6 separate regions of the Mus musculus genome follow, and regions 2, 3, 4, 5 and 6 are each linked to region 1. The links are chromatin contacts, called in public ChIA-PET, HiChIP or PLAC-seq and promoter capture Hi-C maps. All regions are on one chromosome and are shown on one strand. Each heading gives the region's core, a stretch centred on a gene start, on an enhancer-like site or on the middle of the called end of the contact. The rest is flanking DNA. Distances are from core to core; before and after follow the strand shown. Region 1 holds the start of Mocs3 (molybdenum cofactor synthesis 3). Region 2 holds the start of B4galt5 (UDP-Gal:betaGlcNAc beta 1,4-galactosyltransferase, polypeptide 5). Region 3 holds the start of Slc9a8 (solute carrier family 9 (sodium/hydrogen exchanger), member 8). Region 4 has its middle 10 kb from the start of Gm25214. Region 5 has its middle 41 kb from the start of Gm25214. Region 6 holds the start of Ube2v1 (ubiquitin-conjugating enzyme E2 variant 1).

Region 1 (2,832 bases), core at 109-2,608:
AGGCCATGAGTCCCCCCACGATGTCCTGAACAGTTAAAGAGTCTAACTCCGGCACTGCCGTTAAGGACTGCAGGACCTTCACAGCTTTCTGGGAGTCGTTTCCCAGTTTGCAAATCACATACACCGGGAGAGCAACCCCTTCCTGCGACTCCTGCTTCCCTTTCCGGAGGGCAGCCCCTAAGAGTTTCAGGCTGTCCGCATCCCTGCGTTCCAACTGACTCAAAGGGATGTGGAGAGAGTGCGGCAGGCGACAGATGTCCACCTCTACTTGAGGCCGGACGTCCAGCAACACATGGGGCGCCCCGGAATCCAGAAGCCGCTTGTAGTCGGTCACAGAAATCCGCTCCTCGGGGCACAGCAGCTTCAGGGCGCGGCACTTGTCGGTGGCCGAGGAGCCGCAGAAGGCCTCGTAGTCCTGCAGGCGGGTCACGGTGGGCTGCTGCCCGCACACGACGCAGTCAGGCCGGCGGCGCCGCAGCCGGATCCGGCGGAAGTGGCCCCCGAGGCCGTCGAAGAGCAGCATGCTGCCGCTGTAGGAGGAGCCGAGGCCGGCGGCGATCTTGAGCACCTCGAGGGCCTGCGCGCAGCCTAGCACGCCGGGCACCGCTCCGAGCACGCCGCCGTCTGCACAGTTGGTCACTGTCTCCGGCGGGGGCGGCCGCGGGAACACGCAGCGGTAGCACGGCCCGCCGTCGTGGTGGTAGACGGTCATCTGGCCCTCGAAGCGCAGCGCGCTGGCCGACACTAGCGGCCGGCCGGCCAGCACGCACGCGTCGTTCACCAGGTAGCGCGTGGGCACGTTGTCGCAGCAGTCTGCCACCACGTCGTAGCCGCGGACCAGGTCGAGCGCCCAGTCCTCGGCGAGCGCGCGCGGGTACGCCACGCACTCCACCGCCGAGTTGAGACGGCGCAGCGCCGCGGCCGCCGAGCGAGCCTTGCTCTCGCCGGCCTGCGCCTCCCCGTGCAGGACCTGGCGGGCCAGGTTGCTCGTCTCCACCACGTCGTGGTCCACCAGCCCCAGCCTGCCTACGCCGGCCGCCGCCAGGTACTGCGCCAGCGGGCAGCCCAGCCCGCCGCAGCCCACCACGAGCACCGCCGCCGCCGCCAGGCGCAGCTGCCCGCGCACGCCCAGCTCCGGCAGCAGTAGCTGGCGGCTGTAGCGGAGGATCTCGTCCCGCGACAGCGCGGCCCGGGGCGCCAGCGGCGGCGGCGGGACCCGGAGCGGACGCTCGGGCTCCGGCTCGGCTGTCAGGGCCGCGGCCAGCCTCCGCTTGAGCGAAGCTAGCTCTTCCTCCCGCCGGGTGATTTCAGCCTGTAAGGCAGCTACGTCCTCCGGGGCAGCCATGACAGCCTCTTCCGGAAAGAGCCGGGAAGGGACTTCCGTTTCCGGTTGCCTGTCTCTTAGCGACTGGAAAACGAAGACGCTTCCTGGCCCTTGAAAGTGAAACGAATGGGTTTTTATCCGGGGAAGCCGTCACGATTGGCTTGAAACGGTCACCATATCTGGAAGTTTCCCGGGGACCACACTGGGACGTCGGAGCGCCGAGCCTCCCCCATGCTCCGAGATTTGGTACGGCCCGTGTCGGATGACGTAAGTCCGCTTCCGGCGCCTCTCGCAGAGCCGTCATGGCTTCCACGGGGGCGAGTCGCAGTCTTGCTGCGTCTCCGCGGCCGCCGCAGGGCCGCTCCTCGCGACAGGACAAGTACTCGGTGCTGTTGCCCACCTACAACGAACGGGAGAACCTGCCGCTCATCGTGTGGCTGCTGGTGAAGAGCTTCTCCGAGAGGTAGAAGGGGCTTCTCGCGCGGGGGCCGGGAGCCGGCCGCGGGCTGCAGGTCGGCGGTTGGCTGCGCGAGGAGACCCCCGGAGGCCCGGTCTCCGCTCCCTCCCGAGCCTGCTCGCGGCTTTCCCCAGCGGGGAGAACCGAGGAGCACAGCCCCGCGTCTTTCTCCTTCCTGCTCAGGTCTCTAGCGAGTCCGGTGTCTATCTGTTGACAGATCGCGCTGGCCTGCGTCCCCGGCCTGTTCTCTCTAAAGGGCTAACTTAACTTCTTTTTGACTTCGGGGCGAGGAGGTATGACCTCATACCTCTGGGCGGTCAGGATCCGCCGCCGGAGCCGGGAGTCCCGAGCCAGCGTTCTCCCCATCGCCTTGGGGCCGAGCGCTTACGTAAGCTTGTTGTTTGCGCTGTCAGAGAACTGCTGATGAGCTGGCAGGGAGCGAGCATCTTCGCCGAGTTTGATTAGGAACCCGGGCTTATTTGTGTGTTGTTTTGAAAAACACGGGGCCTTTCGCTTTGTTAGGCAGAGCCCTAGCTCTTAGGAACAAGAATTTTGATAGTGAAAGTGTTACGCATTTAAGAAAAAAAAAAAAAGGTCTCCGAACTAAACAGTAAATAAAATGCCTCCTGATGGCAGTGGCAGGACGGAGTCAGTACTTTACGGCCAGATGAGTGTCATGCTGTGATGATCATGGGCGATCTTTTACTGTCAACCTACAGAACGGGATTTTGCAGGAGTAGGATGGCGTAGCAGTGCGCTGTTTTAGACAGTGCGTCAGAAGAACACAGATTGTTTCCAGAGCTTTTTGTTTGTTGGTTGGCTTTTGCTTCTCAAACGACAATGAGGACGCTGTGCCCATATTTTCTAATAGCAAGAAAAAAATACTTGATCCCAAGCTATGCACTACAAGGGATACGTTTGCAAACGAGTTGTACCAAGTCCGAGGGCAGCTAGGGCTATATTAGCAGCCTCTGTCTCAGAAAAACAAAATACTTGGTACATAGTTCCTCTTTCTAGAAAGCACAACCTTACCGTACTGATTTGTAAAAGC
Region 2 (2,832 bases), core at 191-2,690, 880 kb after region 1:
GAATCTCTGTCCTTGTAGAGCACTGGTTTGAGAAACCAAAAGGAACACATACCAAAACATGGCTTTGGAGGTGATGGGAAAGTCGAGGCTTGGAAGTGCACATGACAGTGCAGAATGAGAAATGGGGTTAGTGGTCAAGCCCCGGTGGCAGGCCACTTTTGATTTGAGCCCTTACTTCACAACTTAGACGACTTGCTTCTCTTTCCAGAAGCTTCAGTTTTCTCATCGGTGCAATGGGGCCAAAGTGGGGGTAGGGGAGCCACGATCTCAGGACTTAGAGAGAGGCTGTTACTGGCTAAGAAGCCCTGTTTCTCGGTGTCTTAACATTGACAGTTGTCACCACTGTTCTGTCCTGTAGGATGTGACCTTGTTTGGATCTCTTCTTCTTTCCTGGGATTTTATCCTTGGATTCATTGAAGGCGGATCAAGCCCCTTCTTCCTTCCTTCCGGCTTTTGCATTTGTAGTTCCCCTTAGTGGGACCACTCTTTCTCCACCTGGCACTTTCACATTCTTTTGTGTTCATGCCACCCAGGAAGGAGAGGCTTCCCCCTCAATCTCAGACTAGAGTAGAATGCATCCGAAACATCTTCATGTCTAATTGTTTTCATATCTCTTATCATCATCATCTGTTATATTGATTTTTTTCTTATTCGCATTAATACAGGTTCCCAGAGGAATCTTTGCTCCGTGGAGCATCCCCGGCCCCAGGACCCGTAACTGCCACTTTATCATAAATGGTGTCTGGAATGAATGGATGAGTGAGGGCGAACACGAATGCCCCGGCCTCTGCATCCTTGCTCTGCTGCAGCGGCGGGCTACCTGGCTATTCACACATTGTCCACCACCCCTCGATCCCCGCGTGGGGAGCTCGCACGGGAACCAAGTCGTACTAGCGAGCCGCTTCCTGCCAGCATGGGCGGCGGCCGCTCGAGGATCTTGCGGCTAGAGTGCTCGCGCGTGAACCCCGCCCCGCCCCGCCCCGCCCCCACATCCAGGCCCCGCCCCACAGATGCGCTCCCCGGACTGTAGGCCCTGCCCATTCCCGCCCCCTTGCCTCAGGCCACGCCCTTCTCTCCTCCCCGTCAGGCCTCAGGCTCAGGCTCCCGCAAAATGCTTGTTATGCTCCCGGCCCCGCCCTTATCCCCCTCCCCATCAGACTTCAAGCCCGGTCCCCGCCGGTGTTCTCAGGCTCGCGGAGGCACCCTTAACATCAGGCCCCGCCCTCGTCCGGCCCCCAGTTTAGGCCCCGCCCTTACTCGGTCCCCATCAGGCCTGCCTCAGGTCTGGTACCTCCATCTGCTCCTCAGACTGCGGCCCTTGCCCTCGCCCCGCCCTCAGCATCAGACCCCGCCCCTCACCCCGCCCTCCTAACAGGCCCCGCCCCGCCCGCCTCGCCCCCGCCGCTGAGCTCCTCTGGTCGTCGGCCCCCTCCCGCCTCATGTGGCCCGGCCCGCGGCGGCCGGCGGCTGAAAGCGGCGAGGCGGCGGCGCGCGAAGCCCGGAAGGCGGCGGCCGAGGCCCAGGCGGCGGACCGGAGCGGCGGGAGCGGGGCCCGGGTTGGCCCTCGAGCGGCCGCCGGCTCAGCATGCGCGCCCGCCGGGGGCTGCTGCGGCTGCCGCGCCGCTCGCTGCTCGCCGCGCTCTTCTTCTTCTCGCTGTCGTCCTCGCTGCTCTACTTCGTCTATGTGGCGCCCGGCATAGGTAGGAAGGCGACCCTGCGGCCACCCCACGCCTCTTCCCGCTGCGGCCCGCGCCGCCGCCCCGGCCGACCCCGCGCTCCGTGACTCGCCGTTTCCTGCCGCGCCACCCCGCAGCCCGCCCGCACACGCGGCCTCCTCCCTGACGCAGCCGCCCGCGCCCTCCGCGGCCGCGCGTTGGCTGCCCAGACCCGGCGGGGCTGCGGGCTGCGCGCCCCTTTCCCCTCCCCCCCCTCCTCCCTGGAGCCCGCCGCTCGCCCGCCGCTCATAGCGGACCCGACCTGCTCTGGGGACCGATGGGAAGTTTGAATTGGCCATGGAGGAGGTGCTGTGACAGGGGCCTTGAAGAAGCGGTGCCAGGTGGAAGGGAGGGGGGGGTCGCCCAGAGAAGAAACGGAATGGGTAGCAGTTCTCCAAGGTCCGCCCTTTAGAGGGGGAGACCGCCTGGAGAGAAAACGAGCCCTTCCCGGAACAGACTGGACGCTGATGAGAAGGCAAAGGCAGCGAGAGGGTTAAAGGCAGAGGACACTGAGGTCAGATGTCCTGTATGACCTTGGGCCCTCAGCTTCTCTTCTCTGTAAAATGGGGACACGAATCCCAGCCTTTAAAGGACAGAGGGCCATAAATGCCCTTTAAGCTTTTCTCCCTATAGCGGACGCCCAACGTCTTCGAAATAAATACATACATAATAAATAAATATTCGCTGTTACAGGTAGTTTGGGGGACAGAAGGAAAGAGTTTTAAGGAATGCGACTTGCCTCCCTTAGTGTGGTCTTGGAGTGCTAGTGAAAACTTCAGCCCTTGGTGAAAAATGAGAAGATGCTGTTGGGGGTGGGGCCGAGGGCGAGAATTCTGGATGGTTGGGATGGGTGCCGCTTAGGGGAAGTGCCTTTGAGATCGGAGTAGTAAATGCTGGTGTTCCCTGTTGACCTGGCAACTCTGAACTGGCAGAGAAATTTCCAGAGAAAGAGGGAGAGAGGGAGAGAGTCTCTCCCCTGATTATTTTTTTTTTTAAAGCTTGTTTCACTTGATGTTTAAAGTTGGTGTTTCATGCTGTCAGCCTGACCTGGGAAGATGGAAAAGCTAACTTGAGACTGTCCTCACTGATTTGGTGAGTGGCATTCCACCAGGGATGT
Region 3 (2,832 bases), core at 231-2,730, 810 kb after region 1:
CTTGAACTTAACGAGGGTAGCAGGGTATGTTAATCCATGCCTGTAATCTCTGCACTTGGGAGACAGATGCAGGAAAGCTAAGAGTTCAAGACCAAGGTCACCCTGGCCTACATACTGATACTCAGTGAGGACCAGTTTTATGGGCTACATGAACCTGTCTCAAAAAGAAAAACACAAACAGACTTCTAGGGTGGAACTGGAGTCTCCCTACACCCCAGTTTCAGTATTATTTACTTTCCTAGTCTACAATCTCCTTGAATTTTGGGTGCAGTGTGTGTGTTTGACTAAACTAGGGATTGACCTCAGGAATGGTGGGCAAGATTCCAGCCTTTAACTGACCAAGTCAGCTGAATCTGCCCCGTTTTTCTCCCTAGAATGCCCTAACCTACCCTACCAAACCCTTCTGGAATCTCAAATGGCTCAAGTTTCCTGCTCTGGAACATCCCACTCTATGCAAGGCTTCCGCCTGTGCTCTTAAGGTTAGGTCTGTAAACTAATGTAGTAGTGATGGAATTGTGACCACTGAGCACTGCCTCATTCCAGGACCCCATAAACTGATCAAGCTTCAAGCCCACATCTCAAAGCATTTGGCTCTGTATTACCTCTTTTATCTTGTCCTGCTGAGACTATGTGAATGTCTGGGACAGTACAGCTACACAACAAGATCTAATGACTTTCGCTCCTCAGTGGCCGAAGAGCTACCTGAAATGCTCTTAGTTAAAGTTCGGTATCAATTAAGGGGTTCCTTGTTAATTTTCTGGGGCTCATTTCAAAGAGAGAATTTGTAACACACAACAGTGTCCTGCCAAGCATGAAGATGGACTCGGGCCTTTTTAACACGTCATCTTCCCCATCTCTCCTCTAAGATTTCAAGCTGCGGGTCACGAGACGTCTTTCTCCCACCTAGGGTGGGCTCCTCTTCCCTCATGCTACCCAATTTCCATCCAAGCATCTGGCAAGGTCCAAAAACACCCAGTCCACACAAAAGTCTCCCACTAAAGCCTCGTGGCGGCTCCCTGCGGGCGGCTCCTGACGCCCAGGGCCGAGAAAAACGGTCAACTAGCAGTCAATGAATCAAAGAAACCTGCTGGGGGCAGACAAGAACAATGAAGGTTGCTGATGGTTACGGGGGATGCCAGGGGCTGCTCGTGGCAACGGGAGAACTTCCTGGATCAGGAGGAGGAGAGCCAGGGAACCCTGAGATAACCGGAAACCGGGAGCAGGAAGGACGTTCGCGGCTTCCGCCAGGCCTGCGCGTGGTCAGCAATGTCGGACCTCCGGGAGGCCTCAGGGCCCATGTTCTCATCCCGCCCCCCGCCAACCCTGGCTAGGTGGGCCCGCGCCACTCCACCCGGGCGCTCCAGGCCCGCTGTCGCCCGCCGGCCCGGCCCTGCCGCCTCCGCTACCCGAAGCCGCGCACTCACTCCTCCTCCGCCATCTTCTCCCCTATCCTGCGAGCTTCCGAGACTACAGAGTTCGGCGCCGCAGGGCTAGCGGGGCCGGCGGCTGCTTCCGGTTTCCGCTGCGGGCAGGGGCGGGGCTTGGCCTCCCAGGGCGACCCTCTGCGCTGTCCTCTCTGTGGCCTGGGAGTGGGACGACCTCTGGGGCTTTCTGTGGGCTTTTTCCGGCCAGGCTGTGTGACGATCTGGCCTTGGGACATCCGGACTTTTTTTTTTTTTTTTTTTTCCGGTCCCCGGGCGGGAAAGATTTGGAGGAAACTTTTGAGATCTGGGTGACTCAGCTGTGAGCCAAGCCGTCCGCCCCGCGTGAGAATCCCAGGGCTCAGAATGGGGGAAAGTGGTTTCTCTGGGCGTCCGGGCCGGCTGTGCGGAGCGGAGGGAGTCCGCAGGCGCGTTCCGAGGCGGCCTCAGTTTCCCCTGCTGTGGGGAGAGTAGACAGAGGGTCTTTGAAACGCTAGACAGTGTACTTACTCCGATTATAAAAGTTGAGAGCTAGCAAGGCAGAGGTTGGACATTCCCCATTGGTTTATTGGTTGGTGTGGTAGATGTGAAAATGAGATCCAGGACAACTTGAGGGGTTTCATTCTCGCCTTCCTCCGTGTTGGTCCTCGGCATTGAACTCTGGTAATACGGGTTGGCGGCACCGCCTTTACTCATTGAACTATCCCAACAAATTTTTCTTAACCTTTGTGTGTGCGGGGGTGGGTGGGGTACATTAGGAGGTCCCAGGTTATCAGATGTCTTCCTTACTCACGCTCCACCTTAGTTATGAGACAGTGAACCTGAAACTAGGGACGCGACATAGTGGCTAGCCAACAACTCCCAGGGATCCTCCTTCTCAGTCTCCCTGTCCCTATGGTTACAGATGCCAACAGCTATCCCTGGCTTCTGTGTGGATGTTGGGAATACCAACTGAGGTCCTCGTGCTTGCGTAGCAAGCGCATTGCCCACTGGGCTTTCAACACCGAAGATAACTTGAACTGTCTAGTCTGTATTGCTTAAAACTGGCCTGGTACTGCTGAGGTCTTTATGGGACCTTCTGGGTGTTCTCCTTCAGGGCCCCTTCCACCCTAGGTAGTTCCCCCCCCCCCCCCCACTTAATAACGCTTAACAGATATGTCACTTTCCCAAAGAACGATCCTTCTGTCTCATCCTCTTGAGCAGTTGGGACTGGAGGGTGAGAGACACCCCTCCCCACCCCCATTCAGGCATCTGTCTACTTCTGTACAGGGGTGGAACCTAGGGCAACACATATGGCAGGCAGGTGGTCTTCCATTCAGCTAACATGCCCAAGTTCTCTGTAGAGACCTACTGTATGCTGAGATGTACCTTGTGGGGTTCAGACTATACAAAGGAACTAGGAAAGCCAGGT
Region 4 (2,832 bases), core at 200-2,699, 640 kb before region 1:
GGTTCACTGGCGGAGTGCTTGCCTAACACACACAAGGCCTTGGCTTTGAACTCCAGCAATTGCAAAAAGGAAAAAAAAAAAAAAAGAGTTAACTTTTCCTTTACATTTTTTTATATTATGATGAGCAAACTAGAGAGTCCCAGGAGAATTTCCCAGGGTGACAAAGAGACTCCTCACAGCCTGATTCTCCACCACAGGGCATCCCCAGGTGCTGGAGAAGGTTCGAGAAGTGCTTCCTCCTGGGCCAGTGGGGCGTGCTGGCCTCCACATCTACTTCCTCCCAGCCTGAAAGCTGGAAAGATTGCAAACAAAACAAAACCAAAAAAAAAAAAAAAAAAAAAAAAGTCTACTGGGAAGTGTCTCAAAGCTGCTGTGGGTGAGCAGACATCACCATAAAAAAACAGTGGCTCCGCCCCCACCCCAATAATTCTCCAAGATTTCCAGCAAGACCATGTCTCCTTAGCCCTTTACAAAAAAAAATCCCATGAATGAGCCATCCAAAGACCTGTTACTCGGCTACTGTACTCCTGAAGCCAAAACACTATAAAGATTTATTTATTTTATTTTATGTATATAACTACACCGTAGCTGTACAGATGGTTGTGAGCCTTCGTGTGGTTGTTGGGAGTTGAATTTTTAGGACCTCTGCTCGCCCTGGTCGGCCCTGCTCACTCAGGTCAACTCTGCTCGCTCAGGCCCAGATTTATTTATTATTATACGTAAGTACTTTGTCGCTGTCTTCAGACACACCAGAAGAGGGCGTCAGATCTCGTTACGGGTGGTTGTGAGCCACCATGTGGTTGCTGGGATTTACACTCAGAAACTTCGGAAGAGCAGTCAGTGAGTGCTCTTACCCGCCCTTACCATCTCGCCAGCCCCCAAGACCCTATAAAAAATCGAGTGGCTCCCTCCAGAGTTCTGGCTCAAGCAAAAAAAAAAAAAAAAAAAAGACGCTAAATCATCTTAAATCCCCATCTGCCTGAGACCCCCTCTGAGAAACACAACCATAAATATGCGTGGCTCTGTTGCCATTCACGCCGGAAACAACCGCGATGTTGCCTGTTTTACTACCTATGGACCAGAAAGACAGCAGCGGGGATTTTTGGAACACTCCAGGCAAAGCTATGAGCTTCCTTCTCTCCCAAGGGAGAGGGTGCTCTCTCGATCAGGGACAAGTGCCCTGGGATAGGGCCCGAGGCATGGCCAAAAAGCCTGGCAGTGGCCGGGAAAGCCAAAGATGGGAAGAAAGCATCGGTGACACAGCCCTGCCTCCCTCTCCTCCCCCGCTCAGGTTAGAAATATCAACAACATTCCTGCCCACTGTAATCAAATACTTACGCAAAAAGCTATGGAATGCGCAATAATTTGTCAGGCATCCTTTTAGCCCAGTCCACTGGAGCAAACTCTGCCCGGGCCCCTTGACCCTCAGAGGGTGCCCTTTGACCTTACTTGGACCTCTTTTATGCGCAGCTTCACTCTGACCAGATGGCTAAACTATCAAAGGATTTTATGAGTCAAAACTACTGCTTTCTCAATTCACAAGTTGCGTATTTCTATCCGTGTTTGTGTGACCGGTCTACGTGAAGCTTTAAATTGAAAACACAAGAGGGGGCCCCCGCAGCTGGGGCCCGCCTCCCCGTATTGTGTGTGAGCACGGGGGTTAGGGCTGTTTGCAGAGAAAACAGCTGACACACAGATGCAGACAATTTCAGCTAAATATTTAAAATAGCCATCAAGAAAAGGATGGCTGATTATTTTTCTCCCTCCTCTGGTTCCACCCATGATCTTTTGTGGCGCTCGAGGCAAGCACCGTTCTTACGCAAATCAAAACCTCATCCTTTCCTCCTTCTAGCGGAGGCCGGTGGGCAAAATGTAAAAATAATAAGAAAAGGGGCTGAGATATAACTCTGTAAATAAAAGAGCCTGATGCCAAACTTGATGATCCAAGTTCGAATCCCAGGACCCACAAGGTGGAAAAGAGACCTAACTCCTGAAAGTTGTCCTCTGGTGCACGTGCGCGCGCGCACACACACACACAGACACACACACTAAATTTTGATATAAAAATATTTCACAGCTGGAGAGCTGGCTCATTGGGCTACTCGCTGCTTTTGTGGGGGACCCCGGTTTTGAGTCGCAGTCCCCACATGATGGCTCGGAAGCACTTGTGACTCTAGTTCTAGGGGATCTGCTGTGCTCTTCTGGCCTCTGTGAGCACCAGGCCTGCATGAGAGGAATAGACACACACACACACACACACACACGTTTGTATGTATGTATGTATATATGTATGCATATATATAATGCAGTATTTACTTAAAACCTTGTCTGGTAAAAAGAAAAGGGTTCCAGCTTTGTTCAGCATCTGAAGGTGTGTGTGTTTGCACATGCACGTGAGTGCACACCCACATTTATATGTATCTATTATATACATATACATGTGTACACACACACCTACATATATAATGCAGTATTTATTTAAAGCCTTTTCTGGTAAAAAGGAAAGGTTTCCGTTCAGCATCGGAGGCTGTGAGTGCAAACGGCACAGAGGAGGGTCAGGGGACAGTATGTGCATGCATAGGCCAGAGGACAATGCGAGGTGTCATCTTCCCTCAGCCGCTTCTCCGTGATATTATTACAGGCTCTCACTATGTAATTAATCCTGGAGACCAGGCTGGCCTCAGGCTCACAGAGACCTGCCTCCCTCAGCCTCCCGAGTGCTGGGATCACAGGTGTACACCGCCATGTCTGGCCATCCACCTTGTGGTTTTGAGATGTGGTCTTCTACTAAGCCTAGAGCTCATCAACGGTGGTGTCCAGTTTTCTATCAAC
Region 5 (2,832 bases), core at 126-2,625, 610 kb before region 1:
AAGCAAGCAGCTGCTCCGGTCGGCTGCCACCAAGCGAGACTCTTTCACCCCTCACCCCACCACGATGCACTCTGAAACCATGAGTCAAAATGTATCCTCCCTCCCTCCCTCCCTCCCTCCCTCCCTCCCTCCCTCCCTCTCTCCCTCCCTCCCTCTCTTCCTCCCTCCATTGCTTCTGTCAGGCATTTTCATGACCGTGGTGAGAAAAGCAACTGTTTTACATTTTTGTATTTTTATTTATATGTGTATGTATGTACTCCACACGCATGCATGTAATGCCAGAGGATGCCAGAAGAGGGCAATGTACGCTGCCCAAGAGGGGTGATGGGACCCAAATTAGAGCTCTGGGAGCCATCAAATAATTGGTTTAACCTTAGTTTTCTCCTTAAAACGTCTGTCTCCAACCACAGTCACTTTGTGCATTGGAGCACACGTGAGTCAGGTCCTCACCAGTGTCCTCAGCGGACAACTTGCAAGGCATGGTTCTCTCTTTCCACCATGCGGGTCCCGGGGATCCAGGTCAGGTGATGAAGCTTAGCGGGAAGAGTCTTTACCCTCCGAGCCTTTGACCCTCACTGCCTGACCCAATTTTCATAGCTAGAGAGAGCTGGACTTAGGTGTAAGAGCCAGATGCTGAACTCTGGGGAGGCGCTGTTCACGGGTAGTATGACCCGGATGCTGGTCGGATCGGAAGCCGCCTTCAGTGTATCAGGGATTCTTGTTATTTTTTAATCCCCAATACTTCCGTGTACTCGGTTTTGATTTTTTGTTTGTTTGTTTTGTTTTTTGTTTTTTGTTTTTTTTTTTTTCCTGGCTGTTGAGATACTTTCCCGACTGGTCTAAAATCTCGTATTTTGGAGCTTGAGTCAGAAAATCTGAAGCCAGTTTCCACTTTGTGCACTCACTGGGTGACTCTCACACAGTGCGGGATGATACGGGATCCACTTTATTGGACGATTGTTAGGGAGCGTGTTCAGGTTTTCAAAAACCCATGGATGAGACTTAGGAAGAAAAAAGATTCGAATAGGAAAAGTTCCCGGGGAGAACTCTACCCTCCCCCACCCCATCCCCGGAGAGTCTGAGGGCCCCTGGGAAGGCTTCCCTCGTTTAGAGTGCAATAAATATGACAATGTAAAAAAACAAAAACTGTGAGTCGTCCTTCCGGAATCTAAACAGAATGAAAAAAAAGTCTAGAATTGCAAATATCACAGTCGTGAGCCCTTGGGACAAAGACTATGCTGATGTAACCTTGAAGCAGAAAATAAACAAACAAAAAGGGAGCAAAAAAATATTCAAGGCTAGGATGGAGCAGGCTGGCCAACGCCCTTTCCTGAAAAGCCCTTGTAGGGTGAGAAGGCAGGCGTCTTCACGCCTAGCACCCAGCGTGTCCCTCCTAGCTAGGTTTGATCCTCTAATGTCCTTTGGTCTCCTTCCCTCCCCACAAGTAAATTCCTCCTTCCAGTCTCCAATCTACTGGCGACACCCTGCAGCCCCTGTATGCTTTATCTGCGGATTCAGATTCAGGCTGTGGCTTTACCCAGGTGGCTTCTTGTAACTTTACTCGACAATTTGGAAAAACAAACAATTCCATTCCGACCTTCCGATTTCGTAGGCTTCTGCGTTCCCCTCCCAAGTCTGCCTTTGTCAGGACCCCGTTATTACAGATTGAGGTCACTAACTGATGGCCCTGGCTTGGGGTATTTCTTTTTCTTTCTTTCTTTCTTTCTTTCTTTCTTTTTTTTCTTTCCTTCTTCCCCACCTTAAAATGCTAACTTAGCTGGTGACCGATGGCAATTATATAAATGGTCTTTGTTTGGACTTATCTGATCTTTCCCTATCAAGGGGTTTAATCTCAGCCTTCCTGGAAAGCCTCAGCTTGGCTGTGAAGATGCAAGCAATCTTCCACAGCTGTTTCTGAGCCCCTGCTGCGAGCTGTTTACCCTTGTAAGCCCCCACTTGCGATTAAGAATTGCTGCATTTAAAATTCTATTTTTTTTAATATATGCGTTTATTTAGAGAGACTGTGTGCATTCGTGCGTGCATGCACACTCGGAGGTCAGGGGACAGCTTTTGGAAGTAAGTTCTCTTCTTCCACTTTGAGTGGGTTTCTGGAATCGAACTGGAGACATCAGCCTTGGCAACAGGAACATTTACCCACTGAGCCATCTGGCCAGCCCATGTCACTTATTGTTAAGAAAAAGAAATATATACATTATATATTAATATATAAAAACATATAATATACATTAATATATGCGGCAAAGAAGGAATCTCCTCCAGGTAATACGGTTGGGGCGATATGAAAGTTTTATATCAATACTGGGAGTCCCAAATATCAGTTTCCAGTCCCATTTGGAACATTTCGTTGCTATGTGAGTGGCCACTTTATACAAATTTGGGAAGGAGCCACAGAAGGAAGGAAATAAAAGCCACCTCTCCGGCTGGAGTCCCTCATGGGTGCAAGGTCCTGGGATCTGTGGGGGAGGGGCAAGCCCTTCCCGTCCTGCAATAAGCATTTTAAACCCTGGGCCGCACCTGTGTTTACAAACCGTAGCTGTATTCTCGGGATTTGCTGTGTGGGTGACAACAAGCCCTCTCAAATGTGCATTTTAGAAAAATCCAAAATCTGTTTTAAAGAGGAGAAATGAAGGTGGCCGATGGGACTCGGCGTGTGCCTTACTGGCCCCTCCCTGCCCTGCTCCCTACACCCGCCAAGCTTTTCACACCTGGAATGTTGGGGGGCGGGGGAGCTCTAGGTGGAAATGTCGGGGACTCACTCTTACTTCAGAACTGGGGCTACACTCTCTTCCCTCTTAGGCGAGGCTTCAGCCG
Region 6 (2,832 bases), core at 140-2,639, 600 kb after region 1:
TTCGGCAAGCAGGTACAATATTGGGAAACAGGGAAAGCCTTCATAAATACAAGGCCACAGACACGTCACGGCCCCCAGCATAGCCCCAGCCCCGGGAGCAGAGCCTCAGTGTATTGTGCACTCACCCTTCCCAGTTTACCTAGAGACCTGGTTCCCTCTGTTCTGTGGGACAGACTCCTAGGCTGGTGTGCATCTTCTGCAGGACGGTAGTTCTGAGCTTACCACGTACTTCCTCAAGAGGAAATGCAGTGGAGCTACCTAGAATACACCAAACAGATGACAAATGGAATGTTCCAGGAATGTCTCCAGCTTCCTTGCCCCTCTGCTGTCCCTCTTAGCAGTATAATCTGCAGCCTATCTGGCTACTTCATCCTCGATTTCCAAGTCCCCTTAAGGGTTTCACATCAAAGGTGGCTTTGTGATGGGTTTACTCTATATGCAGACAAGTGTCTTCAGACCTTTGCAGGAGGCCTTTTCTGATTCTTCCTGGTGCCCTTTATAGGTTTGTCCCCTATCTTATCATAGGTAAAATGTATATTTATCTATTTATATTGGCTTACTTGTTCTCTGTCCAACTAGAATGTAGCAATTGAGAAGAGAATCTCATTTCGTGGAGACATTGCCATGTCCGGCACCAAGCACAGTTCTCCCACATAATTCCATCTCTAAGAAGAACTCTAAAACACAAGCCTGCAACCCCAGCATGAGGCAGAAGCCGAAGAATCAGACAGCCAAGGTCATCCTCTGTATAGTGGGCTCTTGGACAGCTGAGTTGAGAGCATGTCTCGAACAAAACCCCTAAACAAACAAACAAACAAACAAACAAGCAGAATGCATGTCTCAAGGTTGGTGGTTCTCAAGCCCCTAGCTGCACCTTGTCCCTACATGCTTCAGGCCCCAGAACAGCAACAGTGCCGGAAACAAGATTGTACTGGCCCACAATTTGACGCATTCAGGCCTTTCGGTGTTATTTTTCTCCATATACCCCATAACAAAGATCATCTGGCTTGGGGTCAAATTCTGACTCAGCTACTTAGCAGTTGAGTTGAACTTCATCTCTCGCGGTTTCATTTTCGCTACGTGGTGAGGACACAGGGGGACGGAAACAGCCTGGGAACAGGCGCGGGGCTCCACAGCCCTTCCCCCCCATTCTATTCTCCCGGAAGCGCACGGTCACCCCGGGGCCCTCGAGCCGAGCACCTGCACGCCTCCCCCGCGCTCGGGCTGGGCGGGGCTTGCAGGTTGCCCCGCCCTCATGCTCGCTCACTGAAGACTCGGGCAAAGCCCTTCCCGCCCGGCTCCTGCGACCCCGAGCGGGCGTCAGCGGCACCGTTTGCGGCTGCGCCTACACCTGCGCCTGCGCACTAGCGCCCGGAGAAAAACTCAAGGGGGGGTGAAGAAGGGGCCGGCCTTCGAGCGACAGCGACGCAAGATGGCAGCCACCACAGGCTCGGGTGAGCGGGGGCGCCGGGCGTGCTGGCGGACGGGGCGCGGGCTCCCTGGGCTTGGTCCCGGTCTAGCGGAGGCCATGGTGGCCGGGACAGGGCTCCGCGCTGTCCCTGCGGCTGCGTTTGGCTGCTCGGCCGGGCCTGGGACCATCAGGCGGCGGCCGGAAGCCCGGGCGGGGGCAGCCGGGCCGTGGGCGGTGCGGCCAAGCCGGAGGCTCGGGCGCCTCCGGGGGGCGGGGGGTGGGGGAGAGGCCGGCAGAGGGGCCGAGTGTGCTCGGGAATGCCCGGGCGAGGTCCCGCTGGGAGCTGGCCCGGGCGACTGGGAGCCGGGAATGCCCGGCGGGGGTACGCGGGCGCAACCCTAGGGAACACGCACGGAGCCTCGCGGGCCGCAGGCGAGGCCGCCGGGGCCCCGCGTCAATTTAGGGTCGGGGCTGCTCTCATCGTGGTGGTCGCTTCCCAGGGAAATCCGGGCACCTGCACGGGCTGAGCCCGGGCGTTCTGCCGTGGGAGCAGGCCTGGGTTGCAGAGACCAGGGATAGGTTTCAGAAGGCGCGCTGGGAGCCGAGCGCCGCGTTGGATGGGCACGAGCAGGTGCCTAGGAAGCCCTGGTGTGTGTGTCGGGGGGTGGGGTGGGGTCTGTTGGGGCGTGTCGCCATTGGGAAGGCTCCTGCAGTGGGGAGAATGGGATGGGGTGCAGTCCCGCAGATGCTGCTTTTAGAGAAGAAAAACCTCTTCCTGCGGGGAGCGGATGGAGGAAGTGCCTGTCACTCCTAATCCTTCTGCGAATTGGGGGAAAATATGTGGGTTCAACTCAGAAACTCTCCATTATCTGGATGGGTAGGAGAGGAGCAGTGAAATGAGAGCCCTTGGATCAAATGGAAGGGATAGCAAGAGGGTAAAGGGGATGCTCTTAGGGGAGAAGCTCTTGTCGGTCTCTGATGGGCTAAGAAGAGAAGGCCAGATGGGGAGACCCGAAGGGTCTGCTGCCTTAGAACCGGCAACCTGTACTTGATTATGAGCCATGGACTCTGGCAGGCTAGAGAAGGTGGAGTGGGTTTGGTGAAGGAGATCCCCCGGGGTCTGGGAAGGCATGGGAGTCTGCTTTTCCAATGAAGGATTCAGGAGAGAGTGGGTGCTCCCTTCTGGTGTGGGGCTATATCCTCGGGAGTCTGTTGGTGGAGGTGAGCAAGGGGTAAGGACAGGCCACCAGCCTAGGCACTGGTGTTTTGGGGCTGTGAGGCCACCAGAGGAGATGTTGTGGGGTGGGAAGCAGAGAGGTGCTGCCTGCAGTGACCCACCACACAGTGCCTGGTGTGTCCTGGAGAAGACTGCGGAGCCAAGTCAGTCCATTTCCTGACAAACACATGGCGGTGGGCACTTG

Evidence for each region. Promoter capture Hi-C pulls out the DNA fragments that hold promoters and counts their contacts. ChIA-PET counts read pairs in DNA pulled down with a chosen protein or histone mark. HiChIP or PLAC-seq counts read pairs in DNA pulled down with a chosen protein or histone mark.
Region 2: a contact with region 1 is called in a promoter capture Hi-C map of liver, with 3 times the contacts expected there. The contact joins the promoter of B4galt5 here to the promoter of Mocs3 in region 1. A contact is called at or near these places in 2 of 39 promoter capture datasets (cranial neural crest and liver).
Region 3: an RNA polymerase II ChIA-PET map of memory CD8 T cells shows a contact between it and region 1, with 9 read pairs. The contact joins the promoter of Slc9a8 here to the promoter of Mocs3 in region 1. A contact is called at or near these places in 1 of 39 promoter capture datasets (liver), 1 of 484 Hi-C or Micro-C datasets (regulatory T cells) and 1 of 115 datasets of contacts at active chromatin or transcription factors (memory CD8 T cells).
Region 4: an H3K4me3 HiChIP or PLAC-seq map of craniofacial prominence shows a contact between it and region 1, with 3 times the contacts expected there. The contact joins the enhancer-like site here to the promoter of Mocs3 in region 1. A contact is called at or near these places in 3 of 39 promoter capture datasets (cranial neural crest, hippocampal neurons and maxillary cranial neural crest), 14 of 484 Hi-C or Micro-C datasets (B cells, cerebellum, cerebral cortex and 3 more), 10 of 115 datasets of contacts at active chromatin or transcription factors (craniofacial prominence, embryonic basal ganglia, embryonic midbrain and 4 more) and 1 of 9 other capture datasets (embryonic stem cells).
Region 5: an H3K27ac HiChIP or PLAC-seq map of embryonic stem cells shows a contact between it and region 1, with 5 times the contacts expected there. The contact joins the enhancer-like site here to the promoter of Mocs3 in region 1. A contact is called at or near these places in 1 of 39 promoter capture datasets (cranial neural crest), 5 of 115 datasets of contacts at active chromatin or transcription factors (embryonic forebrain, embryonic hindbrain, embryonic stem cells and 1 more) and 1 of 9 other capture datasets (embryonic stem cells).
Region 6: a contact with region 1 is called in a promoter capture Hi-C map of hippocampal neurons, with 2.4 times the contacts expected there. The contact joins the promoter of Ube2v1 here to the promoter of Mocs3 in region 1. A contact is called at or near these places in 4 of 39 promoter capture datasets (the HPC-7 cell line, cranial neural crest, hippocampal neurons and 1 more) and 1 of 484 Hi-C or Micro-C datasets (myocytes).

Annotation. Positions count from the first base shown.
Region 1 is chr2:168,229,148-168,231,979 of GRCm38.p6, reverse strand. It overlaps Mocs3 (molybdenum cofactor synthesis 3), which reads right to left and starts at 1,358. Exons shown (of 1, transcript NM_001160330.1): 1 at 1-1,358. The coding sequence starts at 1,345. It overlaps Dpm1 (dolichol-phosphate (beta-D) mannosyltransferase 1), which reads left to right and starts at 1,601. Exons shown (of 9, transcript NM_010072.4): 1 at 1,601-1,787. The coding sequence starts at 1,627. It overlaps Gm20716 (predicted gene 20716), which reads left to right and starts at 1,601. Exons shown (of 12, transcript NR_132310.1): 1 at 1,601-1,787.
Region 2 is chr2:167,347,786-167,350,617 of GRCm38.p6, reverse strand. It overlaps B4galt5 (UDP-Gal:betaGlcNAc beta 1,4-galactosyltransferase, polypeptide 5), which reads left to right and starts at 1,440. Exons shown (of 9, transcript NM_019835.2): 1 at 1,440-1,700. The coding sequence starts at 1,586.
Region 3 is chr2:167,420,358-167,423,189 of GRCm38.p6, reverse strand. It overlaps Slc9a8 (solute carrier family 9 (sodium/hydrogen exchanger), member 8), which reads right to left and starts at 1,480. Exons shown (of 17, transcript NM_148929.3): 1 at 1,425-1,480. The coding sequence starts at 1,438.
Region 4 is chr2:168,870,763-168,873,594 of GRCm38.p6, reverse strand. No RefSeq gene overlaps it. Among named protein-coding and RNA genes, the nearest start is that of Gm25214, 10 kb to the left of the region's middle. Within about 2 kb of position 1,449, at least 37 of the 459 cell types and tissues checked have an H3K27ac peak or open chromatin away from gene starts, as enhancers often do. A contact at or near this core is called in craniofacial prominence, where this site is marked.
Region 5 is chr2:168,840,129-168,842,960 of GRCm38.p6, reverse strand. No RefSeq gene overlaps it. Among named protein-coding and RNA genes, the nearest start is that of Gm25214, 41 kb to the left of the region's middle. Within about 2 kb of position 1,375, at least 30 of the 459 cell types and tissues checked have an H3K27ac peak or open chromatin away from gene starts, as enhancers often do. A contact at or near this core is called in embryonic stem cells, where this site is marked.
Region 6 is chr2:167,630,562-167,633,393 of GRCm38.p6, reverse strand. Ube2v1 (ubiquitin-conjugating enzyme E2 variant 1) reads left to right here and starts at 1,389. Exons shown (of 4, transcript NM_023230.2): 1 at 1,389-1,454. The coding sequence starts at 1,433. Gm31852 (a long non-coding RNA gene) reads right to left here and starts at 920. Exons shown (of 3, transcript XR_375265.4): 1 at 561-920; 2 at 140-258.